Linked DNA regions of Zea mays: region 1 is linked to region 2. A link is a contact called in public Hi-C data. All regions are on one chromosome and are shown on one strand. Each heading gives the region's core, a stretch centred on a gene start, on an enhancer-like site or on the middle of the called end of the contact. The rest is flanking DNA. Distances are from core to core; before and after follow the strand shown. Region 1 holds the start of LOC100283441 (organic anion transporter). Region 2 holds the start of LOC100279400 (Receptor homology region transmembrane domain- and RING domain-containing protein 2).

Region 1 (6,983 bases), core at 2,289-4,788, 200 kb after region 2:
CGTGAAGAAGATGGGGACTCTAAATTAATTAAACATGTTGATCCCGTGGTTACGTTAGTATGGTTGGTGGATGCATCAAATTAAAGAAGAAGACACACCACAACAACACATGCCCGCAGCTTTGGTGTTGAACAAGGCTGCAGCAGCAATACTACTATCATGCATATATACTCCTTTGTTCATCATGTATACATGGATGATGGATACGCAAACGCAACAGCTAGCTGTACGTAGCTGCCCATGCATGCATAATTAAGGCTGCCCGCCCCTGCACTGCCATGGAGCGTTTGCCGCTGCCCAAGCCCAGATGCTATATATGCTAGCTGCTACGCAACACAATCGATCGATTGCATACATGATGAACATATATAAGGCTGCACAATGCATTATGAACATATATAAGCACTCATAACTTCAGCTGACCGGATATTGGGATATGCCGGGCGAATAGAAAGAATGCCTTCGATCGGCACACACGCCAATTACTATTACCCAGAAAGAAGATCACTTATGCATGTCTTGGTCATCAAACAAGACATATAATTGTTATATTACGGATAAAAAAAAACTACATTGCTAGATTACAAGAGGCTGAAAAGAAAAAGGAAAGAGAGCATGCTGGGAAAAAGAAAGTCGTCGTTGGAAATGACATACGCCATGCAGTGCAGGGAGTGGGAGAGGGTTTCTCGTTTTCGAACTGACGAAACAAATTCAAGATGCTGCGTGACAGACACTGAATCGAATTCAAGTTTGAAAAAAAAAGCAAGCTCATCTCTAGCTAGCTAGCTACAGCTAGGCCGGAAAACAATGAAACGTACTCCTGGCTATATATATATATGTCGTATGGGTTGTACGTATGTGTATCATCACTTTTGTGACGGCCAATACAAGTTGTAAAGACACTTTTTTTCTCTCTCTCTCACTCGCTCGCTAGCTCCTCTATCTATACGAAGAAAGACTATGCATGAGAAATGCAGGGGCGGCGGCACTGCAACTGCAAAGTTGGCACGCTTTTTGCAGGATCTAGCTAGCTGCCTCGTTTCTTTTCGTTTGATGGCCGGGCGAGCCAGGCAAGCAGAAGGCATCCCATCTCATCATATCTAGCTCATCGGCATGTTGTGCTGTCTTAGCAAACAAAACAAACGTCATAGAAAATACATAAGCTGCTCCACCACACAAGCGCTCGTGGCCTAATGGATAAGGCATTTGACTTCTAATCAAAGGATTGTGGGTTCGAGTCCCACCGAGCGTGTGTGATTTTTTTAATTTTTTTTATTTTCTTCTCTAAGTTCTCTTTAACCAAGACAACAAGATTTATCATTCCAAAAGACTTTATAGACCTGATGACATTTCTCTTTAAGCAACAACTGAACTGACTCATTATCAAAATCTGGCTGCCAACAAAAAATAATTTCCTGTCATCTCTGATGGTGGATGAGCGTGTTTGCAAAAGTTTTTAATTTTTTTTTTCATCTTCTTCTCTAAGTTCTCTTTAACCAAGACAACAAGATTTATCATTCCAAAAGACTTTATAGACCTCATGACATTTCTCTTTAAGCAACAACTGAACTGACTCATTATCAAAATCTGGCTGCCAACAAAAAATAATTTCCTGTCATCTCTGATGGTGGATGCATTCTCGATCGGCGGTTAGGCTAGGTGGATCAGAAAGAATCAGATGGTTTATTCGAAAAGACTTTTTATATCTTGTCGCCTTGCTTGTCGACGGCGGTGAGCGGCAGCATCTCCAAGCGGGCTCTGGGCGCCTGGTTCTGCGAGAGTCGGTGCCTGACGTAGCCGTAGAAGGTGCATCCGACGAGCGTGACGCCGCAGCCGAGTGCGTTCATGGCGGAGATGGGGTTCCGGAACACCATCCAGGACGCCAGCACCGCCACGGCCACCTTGAGGTTGCCGGCCACGTTGAAGGTGACTGCCGTCGTGGAGTGGATGACGTAGAAGATGGAGAAGTTGAGGCAGAAGGCCAGCACCCCGGAGGTGACGACGACCGCCAGCGCCGGTCCCACGGACTCGTGCGTCCGCAGCCACCCCAGCACGGCGCCGCCCTCCAGCGCCACGGCCGGCACCGACAGGATCAGCGTGGCCAGCGGAGCCATGTAGTACACCGTGTTGATGCTGTCGAACTTGTAGCCGTGGAGCAGCGACTCTGCCAGGATGGTCTTGGTGGACGTGGCCAGGCACCCCACCAGCGCGGCGCAGAAGCCAGCCGTGTTGAAGCTCAGCTCCGTCACGGAGGTGACAAGGATTCCTCCAACGATGGGCACCAAGGACGCCCAGATGCGCCACTCAAAGTATTTCCTCCAAACCAGCCACTGAAGAACCACTGGAAAGACAGACAAATGAGCTGGTGAATGATCGTTATCAGTCTCAATGGTGGATCGAAAAGACAAAACCAATTAACTGACCTGTCGTTGCCGGAGTGAACGACTTGATCGTCTGCATGAATGACACTGGTATGTACCTCAGGCTCACGTTCCCCAGCACGATGTTGACGCAGAACACCAACGACATGGGGAATATCCTCCTCCACCGGTCCTCCGAGGCCACCTCGATCAGCGGCTTCGTTCTCAGGACTTTGATCGCGATGTAGGCTCCGATGGAGGAACATATGAAGTGGACGCACGACACCGTCAGGGGGAACTTGAACTCCAGTTTCTGACAACCCCACACAGAGTCAGCGTCACAGGATAAGAACAGGCTCTTCTTACCATGATTACAATTAAATCTGGAAATCCAATCTACGAACCACCACCGGTTCAAGTAAGTAATTTTCTTTTCAGTCGGACAAAAAAAAAAGGATGATTCCTTTATGTTCCTACCAAATCACTGAAGAAAAAGACGACAACATCATGGGGGCGATTAATCTGCACCTATCGAACGATTGGATGAAGGCAAGAACTAAAAAGAGACGAAATCTCTTGGTTGTCCTGACGGATCCACCCCTAAATCCCCTTGAATGAATATATATATAACTACATACATGGCCATCTCTGGAAATTGAATTGAAACAAAAAAAGAAGACCAGGATTTAAACAAGAGCAAGCGCGAGGGACGGGACCTGGAAGATCCACTTGTTGATGATGATGACGGTGACGTTGAATCCCCACCACTGGAGGATGGCGAGCACCGCGCGGATGGTGGCGCCGTTCCCCATCTTGGCGTCCTCCATGGGAAACAAAAGGGGAAAAACGCCCGAGCCCGGCCGGCCGCCGGGAGGGATCGGAGGAAGGAGACAAGTGAAACGGGCCGGCGTTCCTCTTCTCTTGGCGTATATGTATGTAATTGATTGTATGTTTATAGTATATATTAATTAATCGATCGATCCGATATGAGAAGCTGCTCCGCCCAGTGATCCAGCACCCACCACTATCCACAGAGGCTCTTCTCTTTTCTTTTCTTGCATCTATCTAGGGTCCGATCGAGGTGGCTTAGAATAGAAGATATAGAGGGATAGGAGGCGACGACATGAGGAGGAAGACGAGTTGAAAGGCGAGGGGATATTCGGTTGCTTCTGTTAGGTTGGGAATTCAGCTGGCGTGAGGACACAAAAGTCGAGGCTGGTGCAAGTGCAGAGAGAGAGAGAGAGAGTTTGCCACGCGTTGCGTGTGCCTTCTCTGCCCCACCCTTCGCCTTTGCTGCTCCACGACTGTTTTCTATCAAAATAATAATAATACTCAAATGACAGTTTGTAATAATCTATGTCAAATTCATACAAGGAATTATTGATAGGTTTGCCTTCCACATGCAGGGTACACATGCTACGAAGGTAATCTCCTCTTTTGTCTACCAAATTTAGGCGCAAACAAGGTACGCTGCATTGATTGACACCAGCGTTCTCTAGGTCATCACAATTCAAACACACACACACACACACACAATGTCCAACAAATAAAAGAAAACGAGTTACAGGCATGTACATATCATCGATAAGCGATGCCACTTACCATCAGACACAACATAACAGCACAACAACAAGCCGAGCGACACTCAAGAATTCCAAAAACGAAATGGCAGCACAGTGAATCAACATCAGCAGCCAACGGGGCATCTTCCTTCCCCCCACGTATACACAACCCATCCATCGATTCTTCAAAGCTACCAGAGCAATGTATACCCCCTCCCTCAGAGGAACAAAAGTATCCTTCCCTTTCTTCTACCCTAGTATGGCCTGTGAAACATCATCCACACTGCTGCCTATTTTTCTGGACCAGCAGATGCCTGCACCTTCGGCCCATTGGCACCAGGAGCACGCTTGACTTTCTCCAGGATCGACTTCTCATACCTCTGCATCCCTTGCACTGACCTCCGCGCGCTACACCGCGTGCAGAACCATTTACCTCTCGGGACAGACTCGCACGGCGGGTCCATGCAGTAGATGTGATAAGCCTCGTCGCAGCCATCGCACAGTACTATTTTCTCATCATCCTTGTCCTTGAAGCACCGTCTGCACAGGCAAGACGGGCAGTACCAGCACTTTAGATTCTTCTGCTTCTCGCTTGCAATCTGTCTCTCTTTCAGGCACAGGACATGGTAGAACTTGAAAGAACATAAACCATGCCCGCATACCATGAACTTCCTGTCCTCGTCTTCGCATGTGCCACAGTTCTTGCACAAGTTCGCTAGAGCAGTCGTTGAGAGGTCTGGTTCGCTGTCTTCGCCCATGCTTGACACTGAGCTCTCCTGCGTTTTGACCGCCAGTTCAGGCTCGCTAACATCTTCAGCAGGCTCTTCTGGCTTCACCACGAGCCACTCGCATACATCACAGCCTTCATGTGACCTGCCATGGTTTTTATGCTTCAAAGCTACGTCTGGCTCAACGCAGCTGGGACAGTACCATTTTGCTGGGGCCTCTTCATCGATGGCAAGCTTCAGACACGAAACATGGTACGCAGCTTCACATCTGTCACAGATAATTCTTCCTTTGCTGTCTGCCTTTCTGCCACAATCCTTGCAAATTCCATCCGATCCAGACCTCCCAGCTCGTTTTGGTATCGTAGAATAGCCAGAATCGCACTGGGGAGTCAACTCCCTTAGGGCTTTGCGGGCAACACCAACCAGGCTTGTTTCCTAATAAATGGTGCAGTTAGTAATGAATGGGGTAACACAAATCCTAACAACAAAACAATGGTCAGCAGACATGTGCATAGCAATGCAACTCACTTCTATCTTGTGTTCAGCCACATCAATTTCTGAAACACCAGAAGCCTACAAAGAATATTTCCATAAGTAAACGACCAGCATAAGCGAAATGATTTCAAAAATACAATGCCATGAATCAAAATATATGGCTATAACCATAAATTATGGCAACAGAGACCTCAGGTTACCTGCTTTTGGTGAGAAGCTTGTGAAATCACTGAGAGACTGCTTGCCAGACCAGCCATTTCTTGGCCAACGTGTTCAAACTTCTTCCATATCTGGATAATAAACCAATATACATAAAGAAACAAACAGCATTGGTGGTGTGTTTTCAACTGTATGTTTACGGTAACTTCTGGGGGTGTTTGGTACATGAAAAACAGCAAACAAAAAATGCAGATGAGAGAAAAATGGAAAAAAAAAATATCAGAGGACCACTTTGGCCATTGAGATATATAGAAGGTACTAACACATTAACCAAATCTAATTGCTTATCCCTTGGTCCCAAAAAAATATTAAGATAACTTTCCTGTTTTTGCCTGCTTTCATTTAAGAACAGCAGTGAACAAGGTAAAAAAATGCCTCCTCACAATACACGGATTGAAGCATACTTATGGAGTAGTTGTGTATGGCAGCGTGATGCAAGCCATGCCCGACTTATGTACATTCATGATTGCCATTGCCTTGTAACCCACTTCAAGATAGAAGCTCAAAGGAGTCAGCAAGGTGAGGCCGAGTGCAGCGGATGACATGGGTGGAGAAGAACAGAGCACAGACTCATGAAGACCAAGGCAGTTGATCCCTTCACAGGAGAAACAGCTAAGATGTCCTTTGTTGGAAAAGGAGGCACTAGATCTCAGATTGACTCCCACCCAGTAGAGAAACATGGCTATGATGTTGCATATATGCCCTTTTGATTGAACATACCTATTCCGGCTACAGTGGTGTAGGAAAAAGATTCTGATGTTTGGAATTTGGATGGCTATTAGAAAAATTTGCAAGGGCCAACCAATGCGATAGAGAAAGAGACCGAAACAGACACAGGAAGAATCATTCCTAACCATATTGCCTTTTGGATCTATGTGGTCAAACAAACAGGCAAAAGGGAACATTTTCAAAATTTGAGCATCGAAAGAACATACTGTAGGTTCTCAAGTAGAACCACATCTATACCTTTATCTATATCAGAGAAAAGAGCACAGGGGAAAAGGAAGAAATAAGTGAAACAAACAAACATGTACCTGCTTGATATCATGGTCAAGCAGCGCATGGTTCTGTGCATAATCCCCATTTCTCATCTTGGCATCAATTATTTGCAAACCAATCACATCGTCAGGCTTACTGACATGGAATGTTGCAGCTAGCAGATCACACAGCATCGCAAACTTCTCGGAGATCAGAATGTCAAAGAGAGCATTATGGCACATCGTTTTGTTGGCTTCCAAAGGTGCAGCTGTTCCGTCTTCTAACTGAACCAAGGCACCACTATTCTCTTCAGAATGTACAGCTCCAACAGGGTCATCTCTGCCTGCTCCTCCGTCGTGAGCTAAGTTCCCCTGGTAAATCCAGAAAACAAATTAGAACCTTTTGTTACGGTAAAGTGAAAAGGTACCATTACGCGAGGTGGACATGCACAGGTTATGTTCAACCTGAAGGACTGGATGGATTACTCACATGTTCTGTGGGAGGGCAACCACTAAATCTGAGCGCAGCTCGGATGCAGCTCTGAATCCCTCCGGAGCCCTGCTTCCCAGCAGTGGATTGTAGGACGCCCTCCAGCGTGTCCCTCCAGTTTCTCCAGTGCCTGCCCAGCGTTTGGCGCCCAC
Region 2 (7,056 bases), core at 678-3,177:
TACATTGTGTTGAGTACTAACATATATTGTCTAAAGTGCTAGAAATAGAGAAAAGAAGAAAAGAAAAGAATTGCAAAAGACATGGCTGGGTGCAGCGAAGTCCAGCTCGGCTTGGCACATCGGACTGTCCGGTGCGCCAGGCCAACCTCCGGTGAACAGGCCACTCTCGGAAAAAATCGGTGGCGTACGGCTATAATTCATCGGACTGTCCGGTGGTGCACCGGACTGTCCGGTGAGCCAACGGTCACCAGCGCAACGGTCGGCCGCGCAATCCACGGGCGACGCGTGGCCCGTGCCAACGGTCGGCAGGGGGCACCGGACTGTCCGGTGCGCCAACTGGCCTGAAGGTTCAACGGTCATCTGCGCTAGAATAGGAAAGAGATCGGCACCAGACCGTCTACAGTGATTGTCCGGTGGTGCACCGGACCGTCTACAGTGACTGTCCAGTGGTGCACCGGACTGTCCGGTGTGCCACCCGACAGAAGGCAAGGATGACCTTCCTTGTTGGCCTCCAACGGCTCCTAGCTGCCTTGGGGCTATAAAAGGGACCCCTAGGCGTATGGAGGAGTCACCCAAGCTTACAAGAAACATTCTAAGACTTCAAGACTCCAACTTCGCGCATTTGATTCTTTGAGATAGTGACTTGAGCTCCATTTGAGTTGTGAACTCCGTGGGTTGTGTTTTGAGCTCAAGTTGTGACTTGTGTGCGTGATTGTGCTGTGATTTGAGTCTTGTGTGTGTTGCTCTCCCCTCCCTTACTTCTGTGCTTCTTTTGTGATCATCATTGTAAGGGCGAGAGGCTCCAAGTTGTGGAGATACCTCACAAACGGGAGAAAGACTAAGAAAGGAAAAATCATGGTATTCAAGTTGATCATCGGATCACTTGAAAGGGGTTGAGTGCAATCCTCGTCCATTGGGACGCCACAACGTGGAAGGAGGCAAGTGTTACTTGGCCGAACCACGGGATAAAATCACGTGTCTCTTGTGTGCTTTCTCTTTGATTGTCTGTTCACAAGAGCTCGTTTCAAGCTACTTAGTCGTTCTAACTTTTATAACTAAGTTTCGTGACTATTAGTGTTGAATTTTACAGGATCACCTATTCACCCCCTCTAGGTGCTCTCAGTATCGTAATTAGGGGTACCTGTATTACGCCCCTAAAACAAGCTTAACCCCAAGACCAACATCAGACGCATTCCTCGAGGTCAATAGAGTATAAAACACGCTTCGCCCAAAGCACCTCCCGACGGTCACCCATAACTCCGCTTCACCCGAGCCTGCCTCGGACATGGTACATACTCGGGAGAATCCTCGCCTCTGCTGAGGTCCCCTCTCCCTGGAACTGTTGTCTCCTCGCCCCGAGCCCGTCTCGAGCAAGGAGGACAACCCCAAGGCTGGTCTGAGTCGAAGGCCGCAGGAGACATAAGCATTCAATGCATATACCTACCTCACGTAACATCGCAGGTGAACATGAGAGACAAGACCGCGGTCCTGTCGGACTTCACCAACTACGATGATGCATGAGGCCACTGTTCCCCTACGCTACCTGCTAACTCCTAATGGGACACACATACGACAAAAGTGAGAGCTGGTCCTCGGGCGCTAGCTCTGCCTCGCCCAAAGTCGGACTCAACCTTGGGACAAACTCTGGCTCGTCCGAGCCCGGTCTCGACTACCTGCTCCATACGAATCCCGTAGGAGACTACTCCTTCAACTGTGTCGCGCACGTCTACGAATCCTTGAGCGGACTCGGTCATGGTCTCGGGCGAACTTCCACCTTGCTCGAGCCCGGCCTCGGTAGGCCTCTATAAGGCCGGTAGGCCTCTATAAGTACTATATTATTTATATCAGTGATATTATTTATATTAGTGTAGCCATCAGTGTATTTATATATTCCGTGAGATCAAACCATAGATTCTTTCATTCAGCTCTGATGGCTTCGTTCCATTGCAAACCACCTCCCGTTCTGATTTCTGCGGGCGGAATTCCATAAGGCCCTCCCCCCTCCCCTATCCTCCTCCCCTTGCCACTCCAATTCCTCTGCAAAATTTTCTCATGGCAGCCGACGTTTCCATCCGCACTCGATCCGCCTCAACCACCCGCTAATTCCTCCTAGTTCTAGACTTCTAGTCTCCTCTCTCTCTCTCTCTCTCTCTCTCTCCTGCGCCGACTCATCTTCATCCTCGTCTCACCTCCCTGCTGCTGCTGACGCTGCTGCCGGCAAGATCAAATCGTTCAAAAGGTGCGGCCTTTTCTCCTCGCCGGCGCGTTCGTTCTAACGCAATCTGCAAAGATTTGTTGTTTTTTTACTGCTATGTGTTGATGTGGGAGACGCCGTCCTCACCCGATTCGATGTGGGATTGCTCCGCGGAATTTTGGGCGGGACTGATGCCTCTTTCACAGGGTTTTTCTTTTTCTTTTTGGGCGATTTCGTGCTCAAATTGACATCTTCTAACCAGTCCAATGCACTTTTCGTACCCGTGTACAAGACCCTGGATTTCGGCGAATTCTAGATGGATCATGTGAGTGCTCTTTTCCCATGACCGTGGAAAACAAATACCTCCTGCTGCTTTCTGAAAGCAGGCTGTGAAAAGAAAAATATGACTTTGGCCTGTGAATTGTGATCTTGTTATTCTAGGCCTCTACTATCTTCAGTGGTGATACAATCATACAATACACTGTACAGACTGTTCGTGTTATGTGAAGTTGCGTCGCTCCTGCTTTTCCATTTCAATCAATGTTGTTAACTTTACTAATATATGATTGCAGGTGTTTTAGGTGATTGGTGCTTTCGACCTCATTAGTGCCTTTTGTTCAATTGCTGGACCCAAGGAGCAGAGTTCTGTCGACATGGCATCTCCAAGAGGAAGGATGTCATTTCCCCTTCGTTCCTTTCTGATGATCTGCCTCATGGCTCAGCTGGGAGCTTCCAATGTTGTACTCATGGCGAACAACACTACCCTGTCGTTCGACGACGTCGAGGCAATTTTTAGTGAGTGCTACACATTATTACACTGTCTCCATGAGGCAACTTTTAGTGTGTGCTACACATTATTACACTATCTCCATGTATCTCTGTACATCTCAATAGCAATTTGATATTCTAATGGCAACACAAGCAAAGCTAGTTAGCTGTGGTTTTTCTCAAACACACAAGTGAGTTGCCTATCATTATATTATTAAGAAGAAGAAAAACCGTATAACAAACACGTAGTTCAATCAGACACACCAGTGCATTCTTGATTAGCTGTTGTTGTTATGTTATGTTTTCTTTAATGGTAAATTGTCCTGTTCTTCGCGATTGGTGAATAATGGGTTGATTTCTTTTTTTATTTCCTTTAGCCCAGCTAGTTAGATGGCATCATTCGTGGATCTTTATGATTCTTTTTTTTTTCTTCCTGCAGCTCCAGCAGTGAAAGGTTCAGGTGTAAATGGTGTCCTTTATGCTGTGGAACCTATGGATGCATGCAGTCCATTGAAAACAAAAGCGATAGGAGGCTCTGTCTCACCATTTGCGTTGGTTATAAGAGGCGGTTGCCATTTCGATGACAAAGTTAGAAATGCTCAGAATGCTGGATTCAAGGCTGCTGTAGTATATGATACTGAAGACAACGGTGTCCTTGTTTCAAGTAATGATCCAGACATCATTTCTTTTTTTTACCATAGCATCAGTTACATGCAATTCTTTATCAGTACGCGGCTACAAGCATTTGATTATTTCTTGTCCATAATTCTGATTAAACTGTTAAGAGGAAAAATAAATTTGTAAAGCAGCTCTAAACTATTATATCGGTTCCATTGAAACTGAAAGGTAGAGAACTGAAGTTATCAAACCTCAATGGTAAAACTTTTACCATTTAGAGTAGTTGGTGAGTGCATATACTTGCAATATTAATTAAGCCAGGATTATTGCAGTGGCTGGAAGCTCGTCTGGAGTCCACATATATGCCGTGTTTGTCTCTAAAGCGTCAGGGGAGGAGCTGAAGAAATATTCAGGCCAAACTGACGCAGAGTTGTGGATAATACCAACATACGCGAACTCGGCTTGGTCAATCATGGCAATTTCATTTATATCACTGCTTGTTATGTCTGCTGTCCTAGCCGCGTGTTTCTTTGCGAGGAGACACCAGATAAGACGGGACAGGGCTCGACTTCCCCAAACTCGGGAGTTCCATGGAATGAACAGCCGGTTAGTTAAAGCAATGCCAAGTCTTATTTTCACGAAAGTGCAAGAAGACGACTGCACATCAGCAACATGCGCCATTTGCTTGGAAGACTACAGTGCTGGAGAAAAGCTAAGGGTTCTACCTTGTCGACACAGTATGTTTCTCTCACATCTATTTAACTGATGGTTTGGTAGTTTGTGGTCTATTCATTTCATCTGAACTGAATAGTTCTGTATTTTTTTGCTAGCTTGAGATTTCAGGTTGATTGTATATTATTACCATACAAGATTTCACACGCATTCAGCAACTTTATTTTGCTTCCTGGTTTAATGATGTTGCGTACATTGAATTTTAGTTGAGTGCATGCACTTAAAACATCACCTTGGTATACTTGCTAACTGCATCCTCATGGATCTCTCTTCTACATAACTAGAAATCCCTATCCTTTATAACTCATGACCTGAGGCTTTGGTTGTTTCACTCTGCAGAGTTCCACGCAGCCTGTGTGGACCTATGGCTCACCTCCTGGAGAACATTCTGCCCCGTATGCAAGCGGGACGCGAATGCTGGAACACCAGACCCCCCTGTATCAGAGTCGACGCCTTTGCTCTCATCATCCGCCATTCGCTTACCAGAACCAACCGCTTCGGCTTCCTTCCGGTCTACAGTGGCAGCAGCAGCGTCTCCCCCCAGGCCAATCAGCCGGCATCCGTCACCATCACGGTCCATATCCCGCAAGCACTCCGTTTCGGGTTCCAGCATCCCTGGCACCCCTATCCCCAGGTTTCATGCAAGCTCATCATCTCCTACCTGCACAAGTGGAAGCAGTTTGGACCTCGCAAACATGCCGTCGTCTCCATGGCCTCGCGCTTCGCACCTTGCATCTGCTCACTCTTCGTGCGGTGGCCGCCTGTCCCCGCCGATCCACATCAGGAATACCTCTGCAGCGCACGTCTCGCGCTCTGCCTATGGATCTCCCAGCCGTTACGTAGGCTCGTCGCACATGTCCCGTGGATCTCCGAGTTGCTACTACCTTGGATCTTCTTCAGGGCAGCAGCATCCTTACCTGAGGCACTGCACCTTGTCAGGCACGAGCCTGTTCACCATGGTGCCCCAATCACCGCAACAGAACCAGCTGCAGCACGGTGGAGACTCGGAAAAAGATCTGTCAGCTGCTGCACCATTCCGTCAGCTCTACTACCTGCAGCATTGTCCAGATTCTGGCACGTCGTCTCAGTCGCTTCCAGGGTGCTGATTCTTCATTCTTGCTGCAAAATTCACCATTTTAACATTGATGGTGGCTCCAGTAAAGCTCCCGGCCGTGAGGAATCTTACATGGCACCGAATTGACATGTGGATTTGAGCTCCTCAGTTCACCATGATGATGAGAGAAAAAAGGTGCGACAGAATTGCTTGTAAGAAGAGAGAATTGCACCCCCCAGAATGTGTGGCTTCATCTTGAAGAAGCAAATGCCCATGTCGGGTTTCACCAGCGTTTAGCGTGTACTGATACAGCTCTGTAGTAATTCTAGTTGCTGTTTGTCTATCGAGGTTTGAGCCGGTAGCATTCCTTCCTCTCTTTTTTGTTTTCCTAATTTTGAATTAGTTATATGACAGACAAGGTTTTCAAGAAAAGAAATAACAAGTTTTACCCCTGCATTTTTACAGAGAGGTATGTTGAACTCAGGATCTTTGCCTTGCCTCGATGGGATGGTTTTTTACCACTGTGTTGTTTATGGTCAGTGAAATGTGCATGAAGCCTCGATGGCACTTGTTCTCCCGTTCAGTATGAACTACTTAGTAAGTCGCTAGCAGACTAGCAAATTCACTATAGGAAATTTAAATTTATGGGGGAGTTGCTCTGATGAGGCGGAAAGATTGTTGGTGCCAAGAAACGCAGCAGCAGATCGACTTTATTGATATTCATAATTCGTACATAAAAGTTTGGCAAACCCTACACCGCTTACAGAGAAAGAAAACTGGAAACAAGACACGAGCAGAGCAGGTAGTGTAGTGGCGGTAGTCGAGTACTGCTTGATCTGGATCGTTAAGCCGGGGCCGGGCGACCTAATCCCAAGCGACGTCCACCGGCGGTGGGCTCGGCCATGCCCTGCCGACCGCGGCCTGTCTGCTCCTCCGGCCCAGCACGGTTCACCTCCGCCACGCCCCGCGCGCTCGCGGGCAGGTCGACGGGCTCCGACTCCGCGATGACGGCGTTCTTGTTGGTCCCCTCCTCGTGTGGTCCTTCCTGCTGCGATGAGTACGGGGCGTCGGCGACGCGGCGGGCAGCGGCGAAGAGGTCGACGGGCTGGGAGTCGGCGATCTTGCCGCCCTCCAGCGGCGTGCCGTCGAAGAACCCGGTCCGCAGCATCTCGTCGTCGCCGGCCACCTTGGTATGCGCCCTCCCGGGCTTGATTTCGCGCTTGCTATGCGCCATATCTATCGCCGTGCGCTCTCTCTTCTCGCACAAGTAGCTAGCAAAAGCACTAGTGTATGCTACGTTGTCGCAGCTGGATGCCTGCGCCTGCACTAGCGTATTTAGCTTAAGAGAGGTGGAGCGCGGCGCGGTGAAGGTTCGCGTCGTCGTCGTCGGGCCGGGACACGTCAGTTCCTTTGCGGCGGCGACGTGGCCGCCCACCGCTCTGCCCTTCTGCTGCGCTGGCCGTTGGGCAGCTTCTCAGTTGCATGCATGCATAAAGAACACATACGATTTTGTAATTGAAAAGTTTTTTTTTTTGTTTAAAATTGTTTAGGATCCTAATTTTTTTCTATAAGTTTATGACTTTTAAGATTTTAAATTTAAAATTTATAAACAATCTTACCAAGAGCATATAGACATAGAAATACAGTAAACAATTTATACTAAAACATGTGAAATTATATACCATATATT

What was found. A called contact is a pair of places that touch in the nucleus more often than the background predicts.
Region 1: a Hi-C map of leaf shows a contact between it and region 2, with 8 times the contacts expected there. The contact joins the promoter of LOC100283441 here to the promoter of LOC100279400 in region 2. A contact is called at or near these places in 4 of 25 Hi-C or Micro-C datasets (ear, leaf and tassel).

What each region holds. Positions count from the first base shown.
Region 1 is chr6:6,837,145-6,844,127 of Zm-B73-REFERENCE-NAM-5.0, forward strand. It overlaps LOC100283441 (organic anion transporter), which reads right to left and starts at 3,539. Exons shown (of 3, transcript NM_001156342.2): 1 at 3,077-3,539; 2 at 2,424-2,673; 3 at 1,515-2,341. The coding sequence starts at 3,187. The coding sequence ends at 1,701. It overlaps LOC100383733 (RING/FYVE/PHD-type zinc finger family protein), which reads right to left. Exons shown (of 6, transcript NM_001176370.1): 2 at 6,832-6,983; 3 at 6,399-6,713; 4 at 5,346-5,435; 5 at 5,179-5,223; 6 at 3,813-5,085. The coding sequence ends at 4,213. It overlaps TRNAR-UCU (transfer RNA arginine (anticodon UCU)), which reads left to right and starts at 1,180; the gene lies at 1,180-1,252.
Region 2 is chr6:6,635,756-6,642,811 of Zm-B73-REFERENCE-NAM-5.0, forward strand. It overlaps LOC100279400 (Receptor homology region transmembrane domain- and RING domain-containing protein 2), which reads left to right and starts at 1,928. Exons shown (of 5, transcript NM_001152412.1): 1 at 1,928-2,239; 2 at 2,767-2,989; 3 at 3,402-3,626; 4 at 3,913-4,317; 5 at 4,652-5,821. The coding sequence starts at 2,848. The coding sequence ends at 5,418. LOC100279096 reads right to left here and starts at 6,675. Exons shown (of 1, transcript NM_001152141.2): 1 at 6,045-6,675. The coding sequence starts at 6,600. The coding sequence ends at 6,211.